2 separate regions of the Ovis aries genome follow, and region 1 is linked to region 2. The links are chromatin contacts, called in public Hi-C maps. All regions are on one chromosome and are shown on one strand. Each heading gives the region's core, a stretch centred on a gene start, on an enhancer-like site or on the middle of the called end of the contact. The rest is flanking DNA. Distances are from core to core; before and after follow the strand shown. Region 1 overlaps SMURF1 (SMAD specific E3 ubiquitin protein ligase 1). Region 2 holds the start of SMURF1 (SMAD specific E3 ubiquitin protein ligase 1).

Region 1 (3,407 bases), core at 13-2,512, 54 kb after region 2:
GAGAAGATATACAGATGGCCAAAAGTATATGAAACGATGCTCCACACCATACGTCATCAGGGCAATGCAAATTAAAACAACGATGAGATACTGCTGCACACCTATTAGAAGGGCCAAAGTCCAAAATACTGACACCATCAAATGCTGGTGAGAATGCAGAGAAATAGGAACTCTCGTTCACTGCTGGTAGGAGTGCGAAATGGTACAGACCCATTGGAGTATGGCAGTTTTTTTCAACACTAAACATATCCTTGCTGCATAATCCAGGCGTTGTGCTCTTTGGTATTTAACCAAAGGGGATGAAAACTTAGTCCACAAGAAAAACCTACACATGGATATGAAATAAAATTATTTTCGAGACAGGACAATAAAATTTTTAAACATGAAATTCTCTTTGCCTGTTTGAGCCCCTTTCCCTCTCACCTTTAGTGAGCATGGTGTATTTGCATTACATATTAACTAGATCCCCCTAGAAGATACAGGAATGCCTCCTTGCCAGAATAAAAGGCAATTTCCCTCTGGCGCCAGCAAGGTAACTCCTTAGGAGATAACATTCCTTCCCCAACCCTGCAAGGGGCCACAGGAACCCACTACTGGCTTTGTGGGACAAGGACACTATCAATATGTTACTGCCCAAAACTTGCATTACTGTGCCTTGACCTCTAAAAGGTGGAACGGTCCTTATAGCTTTCTGAAAGACTGTCTCCTGGGGTTATAATCCTCAGGTTGGCTCAAAATTGTCCATTTCTTCGTTAGATTGATGTGTTGATTAATTCTTTTGTTGGTAGATGTTTATTGAAGTTTTATTCATAATTGCCAAAACTTGAGAAAGCAACTCTAGTCCATCCAGACAGTGGAATATTCTTCAGTACTAAAAGGAAATGAAAACCACTACAATATTATAAAGTAATTAGCCTCCAATGAAAATAAATAAGTTAATTTAAAAAAATGAAAGGAAATGAATTGCCAGGTCATGAAAAGACAAGGAGGAGCTTTAACTGCATATTACTAAGTGAAGGAACTCAATCTGAATAGGCTACATACTGTGTAATTCCAACCATATGATATTCTGAAAAAGACGAAACTATGGAGGTTGTTTAAAAGATCAGTGATTGCCAGGAATTTGGAGGAAAGGATGAATAAGCAAAACAACCTTCGGGGCGGTGAGACTCTTCTGTGTGATCCTGTGTGTGTGGATCTGTCTCTGCAGGCTGCGCAGCACTCGCAGCGCACCGTCCGGTCAGCTGTGGCCTTGGGGCGCAGCTGCACCAGCCTGGCTTCACTGACTGCCACAAAGATGGCACGCTGCTGAGGGCTGCTGGGGGCTGCTGGGGGCTGGGGCGGCTGTGCACGTGGTCGGGGAGCATAAGGGAGATCGCCCTTCTTCCCACTTGATCATGCTGTGAACCTGAAACTGCACTAAAAAATAAAGTCTGCTTTGACAATACGATTCAGGGCGGTACATGTCAAAGGCAGGAAGTCCTTTAGAAGTTCAGAGAAAGGAGAAATCGCTGTTGGCCTAACAGGGAAAAAGTTAAGATTTGAGCTGTGACTGAAAGAATGAGTAGAACCGCAGTGACTGAATGGTGTTTCCACATGTGCAACCTTGGCTGACTTTGTCCTCAGACCCTTGGGTTCTTCCTGGGGTTTGTGGAGGGGTTCCTGGAGGTTGCAGAGGTGAAGTGCTTGGGACAGAGTTGAGCAGGAGACAAGTAGAGCTCTCAACAGATACTGACTGAATACCTGCTCTATGGGTTAAAGAAATTTTTTTATTGAAGTATAGTTGATTTACAGTGTTTCAGGTATATAGCAGAGTGATTCAGATTCTTTTACATTATAGGTTATTACCAGATATTGACTATATAGTTCTCCATATATGTAGTACTGTTTAGCTGTTAATCCCAAATTAATCCCTCTCCCCAATTCCCTTTTGGTAACCATAGGTTTGTTTTCTATGTCTGTGAGTCTGTTTCTGTTTTATAAGTAAGTCTGTTTGTATCCCTTTTTAAGATTTCACATGTAAGTGACATCATATGACATTTGTCTGACTTCACTTAGTATGTTAATCTCTAGATTCATTATCCAGGTTGCTGCAGATGGCCTCATTTTATTTTTATGGCTGAGTACTATTCCACTGTGCCTATATGTATGTGTGTGTGTGTGTGTATATAGGTGTATATATAGTATACAAAGGGCTTCCCTGGTGGCTCAGACAGTAAAGAATCCGTCCGCAATGCGGGAGACCTGGGTTTGATCCCTAGGTTGGGAAGATCCCCTGGGGAAGGGCATGGCAACCCACTCCAGTATTCTTACCTGGAGAATCCTGTGCACAGAGGAGCCTTGTGGGCTCCAGTCCATGGGGTAGCAAAGAGTCAGACACGACTGAGCGACTAACACACACACACACAATATACGTATGTATATGTAATATACATGTATACGCAAACACACCACATCGTTATCCATTTATCTGTTGTGGACATTTAGGTTGCTTCCATTTCTTGGCTATTGTAAATCATGCACGGTTGTTGGACTCACGCTCTAGCTCAAAAAAAAAAAAAAGAAACCGCCTGCTTAACTATCACAGAAAGAGGCCAGCATGCAACAGGAAGAAAGGCCCAGTGGTAAAAATTGCTATGTTGTGGTCTGGGAACAGTTAAGTAAACCATACTTGGGTGATAAAGCTGGTTAAGTAGATCAAGAGAAATTTTATTTTGTGTTTTGAACTCCAAAGGGAGCAGTCTGTAGACAGTGGAGATCCTTGAGATATTATCAAAAATGATTTTGATAATGTTTTAAGAATAATTAGAGTTTAAATCAATATAGGAAGCAGGGATTTCAGCTGTGACTCTTCCAATAATTTTGAAATCATTGTCGCAGTCTTTAGCTGGTTTGTTTAATGGGCAGGTCATTTGTCCATCTAAAATGGACTTGATCAACATTATAAAAGTAAACAAGTTTTTTTCTTTCCTTAGTTTAATATCCTGGCATTCAAACTTTGCTTCAGATGATTTAACTAATTTGTAAATAAATCATCAGTCTTAAACAGAGTCTTTTTGACATTGGTCTGGGGAAATGAACCCTATAGTCTTTCCTATAGAGATAAATTCCTTTCATCTTGATCTTTTTCATTTATCTACGCAATGGGGTTCTCTCTCTCTTTCTGTTTAGTAACACCTTTATTGAAGTAGAATTCACATATTATAAAATCCACTCATTTTTAGTGTATCATTCAGTGGTTTTTAGTATGTTCGCAGCGCTGTATAACCACCACCACAATCACAGAAGTTTTATCACCTCCAAAATAAACCCTGTATCCCTTAGCTGTCATCCTGGGTCCTCTCATTTTAACTTCCTTTATAGCCATTAATCTACTGAAATGAGAATTGAAAACAATTCCTTCTAAA
Region 2 (3,352 bases), core at 696-3,195:
CAAGTGCTGTGCTGCTGTTGCTAAGTCGCTTCAGTTGTGTCCGACTCTCTGCGACCCCAGAGACAGCAGCCCACCAGGCTCCCCTGTCCCTGGGATTCTCCAGGCAAGAACACTGGAGTGGGTTGCCATTTCCTTCTCCAATGCATGAAAGTGAAAAGTGAAAGGGAAGTCACTCAGTCGTGTCTGACTCCTAGCGACCCCATGGACTGTAGTAGCTCTGACTTATTTATGTTTCTTGTCCCTAGTCATGTATTACTTGCTAATGAGTAAATAAAATGCAATTCAGTAACCTCCAGAAGTAGCCTTCTGACTCAGGAGTTGAGGAAACAATTAAGAAAAGGCCCAGACATCCAGGAAGGTAAGACAACAATGAGGTTAAGAAATGAAAGGTTTTTAGGTCAGAAACAGCTGGCGTAAGAACAGGGTCCAGCACCCAGGTAAGCAGAGAAAGGAAGACATTTAGTGTAGTTTACAGAGAAGAGGCTCCTCGAATATGGGAACCGAGCGAAGGGAGAAATACTGACTGCACTGAAAGCAGAATGGGGATTACTTGAGGCACTGCAGACTCTAAATGGACTTATTTAGATCCAGGGACTCGGTGACAATCGTCTCAAAGAGGAACAGAGCTGTATATTGGATCCACTGCTCTGTTGCTTCAACATAGCTTGTATTCTTGGATATTTCACTAGACTCATTCAAAGTCTGAGCTGCAAGGGGCCACAGAAATGATCTAGGTCTGTCCTTTTAAGTCACCGATGGAGGCTGGGAGAGGCAGCCTTGAATCCAACTCACGAGTCTTGAGCTCAGCAAGGGCAGGTGGGCATGTCAAGGGGCTCTAGGAAGAGGGCTCTATTCTGAAGACTGTGACCACAAGGAAGGTCCCCGGCTGCAGGGGATGGCTGCAAGGGATCAGAGCCTGGTTTCCTTAAGACACAAACCAAAGAAGGCATCCAGAGAACCAGGTAGTTGGTCAAAGACAAGTCTGATAAACAAACCCAGCTTTCCCTATCAACGTTTTTCCTCTTTATAACAGGTTAACGAGGGGTTTGTTTGCTGAAGAAAGCATAATGAGCTTTAGTTCCACCCTGAAACTCTGGCAGAAGTGTTAGCAGAAGGCAGGGAAACGCAGGCCTTAAAGCTACCTTTCTGTTTGGCTCAAGTGTCTGTTGACTGGATGGTGAAAACATCTACCTCTTTATCCGCCTCTCGCATCTTATTTACCTTGCCCATATATGGCACTTCCTGCGATTCTGGCAACTTTGTTACGGGTCAAGAGACAGCACTAGTTGCCCAGAACACACCTAGGGGACTTTGTCTCTTTGAGAAGTCCCTCCCTTGAATTGCATTTTTTAAGACACTCTTTACTCAAAGTAAATAAACAAACTGGAATTGCACGCCTATTCGTGCAAAGTCGTTGGTGTAGTCACAGACCTCGGTTTGCTGTAAGCCCGCTTTCAACAGCTCTCACGAGCTCAGAGCCTTAAGTGAGAGGCCTGGAAAATCGATGCCGTTCTCTGAACCTCAACGTCCGCATGCAAACCGGCTCCGTGGGAGAATGTGGCGGAGAACGAGAAAGCCCGCACGCGGGCCTCGCCGTCCCGCCCGCCCTGGGGCGTGCCCGGCGCTCGCTCCCGGCCGCCGAGGCTCTGCACGTCGCGCCGGGTCCCCAGGGCCTCCGATCCCCCTCCTCCGCCCCGGTGCGGGACGCCCCAACCACCGGCTTTGGGACCCTGTGCGCCCGGGGGCTGGGCCGGCGACGCGGGCGTGCTCCGAGCCCCGCCCCGCCGTCCCCGCGGGCGCGCGCACGCACGCAGGCGCGGGGCCGCACGGCGCGGGCGCGCGCAGGGCCGGGCCGGCACGGCGGCGGGCGCGCGCGCGGCTCCGGGAGGCGGCGGCGGCGGAAGCGGCGAGGGCGGCGGGCGTCCGGCTCTGAGGTGGTGGCGGCGGCGGTAGCGGCGGCGGCTCCGGACTGGGCTCGGCTGGGAGTGAGCGAGGGTCGGGGGCGCCGGGTCGAGCGCCGATCCCCCGGCTCGACCATCTGCCGGCCGTCCGGACGCCTGGGCCGCGGAGTTTGTGTCCCGGCTCGGACCCCGGCGCCCAGCCCGGAGCCGTAACCTTGAGGCGGCGGCGGCGGCGGGGCCGGGCCGGGCCGGGCCGGGGGGCGGCGGCGGCGCTGGATCCGCGGCTGCCCGATCGTTGGCGGGAGATGTCGAACCCCGGGACGCGGAGGAACGGCTCCAGCATCAAGATCCGTCTGACAGGTACGGCCGGCAGGAGGCCCCCGCCGGCGCCCGCTCGCAGCCCGCACGGCCCCTCCAGCAGCCCCGGAATTTCCCGCAGGGCGCCCCGGGGAGGCGGCCCTCCCCCTTGCCGGCCGCCGTCCCGGGACCGGCTCGCCCCCCTCGGCGGGCGCCCCTCACGACTCCCTCCCGGCCCCGCCCCCGCCTCCGGCCCCGCCCCCTCGCTTCTCGCCCCCACCCGCCCCCCGGCTTCCCTGCTTCCCCCCACGACCTGTCCCCTCGCGTCTCCCCTCCTGGCCTCCCTCGGTCTCACTCCCTCCATCCTTCTCCCCTCCTCGTCCCCCTACTTGGGCCTCTCGCTCGCCCCTCCCGGCCCCGCCCCCTCGCGTCTCCCCTCCTGGACCCCCTCCGTCCCCCCCATTTCATCCTCCACGCTCCCCTCTCCTCCTTGCCCCTCCGTTTCTCTCCTCCCTCCGTGCTCCTCCCCCCTTGCCCCTCACTTTACCCTCCTGGACCCCTTCCGATCTCCCCTCATCCTCCCCACTCCCCCTCACTTCTCCCCTCCTGGACCTCTTCCGTCCCCCGCCAGCCTCCTCGCTCCTCTCGCCCCCTTGCCCCTCGCTTCTCCCCTCCTGCCCCGCCCCTCACCCCCTTCGTCCCCCTCGATTTCTTCCCTCCCCCCTCACCTGCCCCCTCTCTTTTTCCTTCTCGGTCCCGCCCCTCTCTTCTCGCCAGCTTTTCCCATCCTCTGGCGTTTCCCTGTCTTCCCCCGCCCCCACCTGCCCCCTGGCTTCTCGCTCCTGGTACCCCCCCCGCCACCTATGTCTCCCCCTTCCCCCATCCGTGCTCTTCCTCTCTCCCCCCGCCCCCCACTTGCCCCCTTGCTTCTCCCCTCCGCGCCCCGCCCCTTTCTCTTGAGCCCCGCCCCCTCACTGGTTTCCCCCCGCATCCCGCCCCCCGTTTTCTACCTTGTCCCGCCCTCGCTTATCTCCCAGCCCCGCCCCCTTGCCTCTGTCTGGCGGCCTCCACCCTTTCCTTCAGCCTCTAATTCCTCCATCCAGTCTCGTAGCTTCTGCCGGTCCCGGTCCCCTCACTTCCCCTCTGGTCCAGAC

The links. Hi-C and Micro-C count contacts between places; a contact is called where the count stands out from the background.
Region 1: a Hi-C map of hypothalamus shows a contact between it and region 2, with 2.5 times the contacts expected there. The contact joins the enhancer-like site here to the promoter of SMURF1 in region 2. A contact is called at or near these places in 5 of 16 Hi-C or Micro-C datasets (blood, hypothalamus, liver and 1 more).

The regions. Positions count from the first base shown.
Region 1 is chr24:37,656,814-37,660,220 of ARS-UI_Ramb_v3.0, forward strand. All of the region lies in intron 1 of SMURF1 (SMAD specific E3 ubiquitin protein ligase 1), which reads left to right. Among named protein-coding and RNA genes, the nearest start is that of SMURF1, 54 kb to the left of the region's middle. Within about 2 kb of position 1,263, at least 9 of the 54 cell types and tissues checked have an H3K27ac peak or open chromatin away from gene starts, as enhancers often do. A contact at or near this core is called in hypothalamus, where this site is marked.
Region 2 is chr24:37,602,141-37,605,492 of ARS-UI_Ramb_v3.0, forward strand. SMURF1 (SMAD specific E3 ubiquitin protein ligase 1) reads left to right here and starts at 1,946. Exons shown (of 18, transcript XM_027961801.3): 1 at 1,946-2,261. The coding sequence starts at 2,207.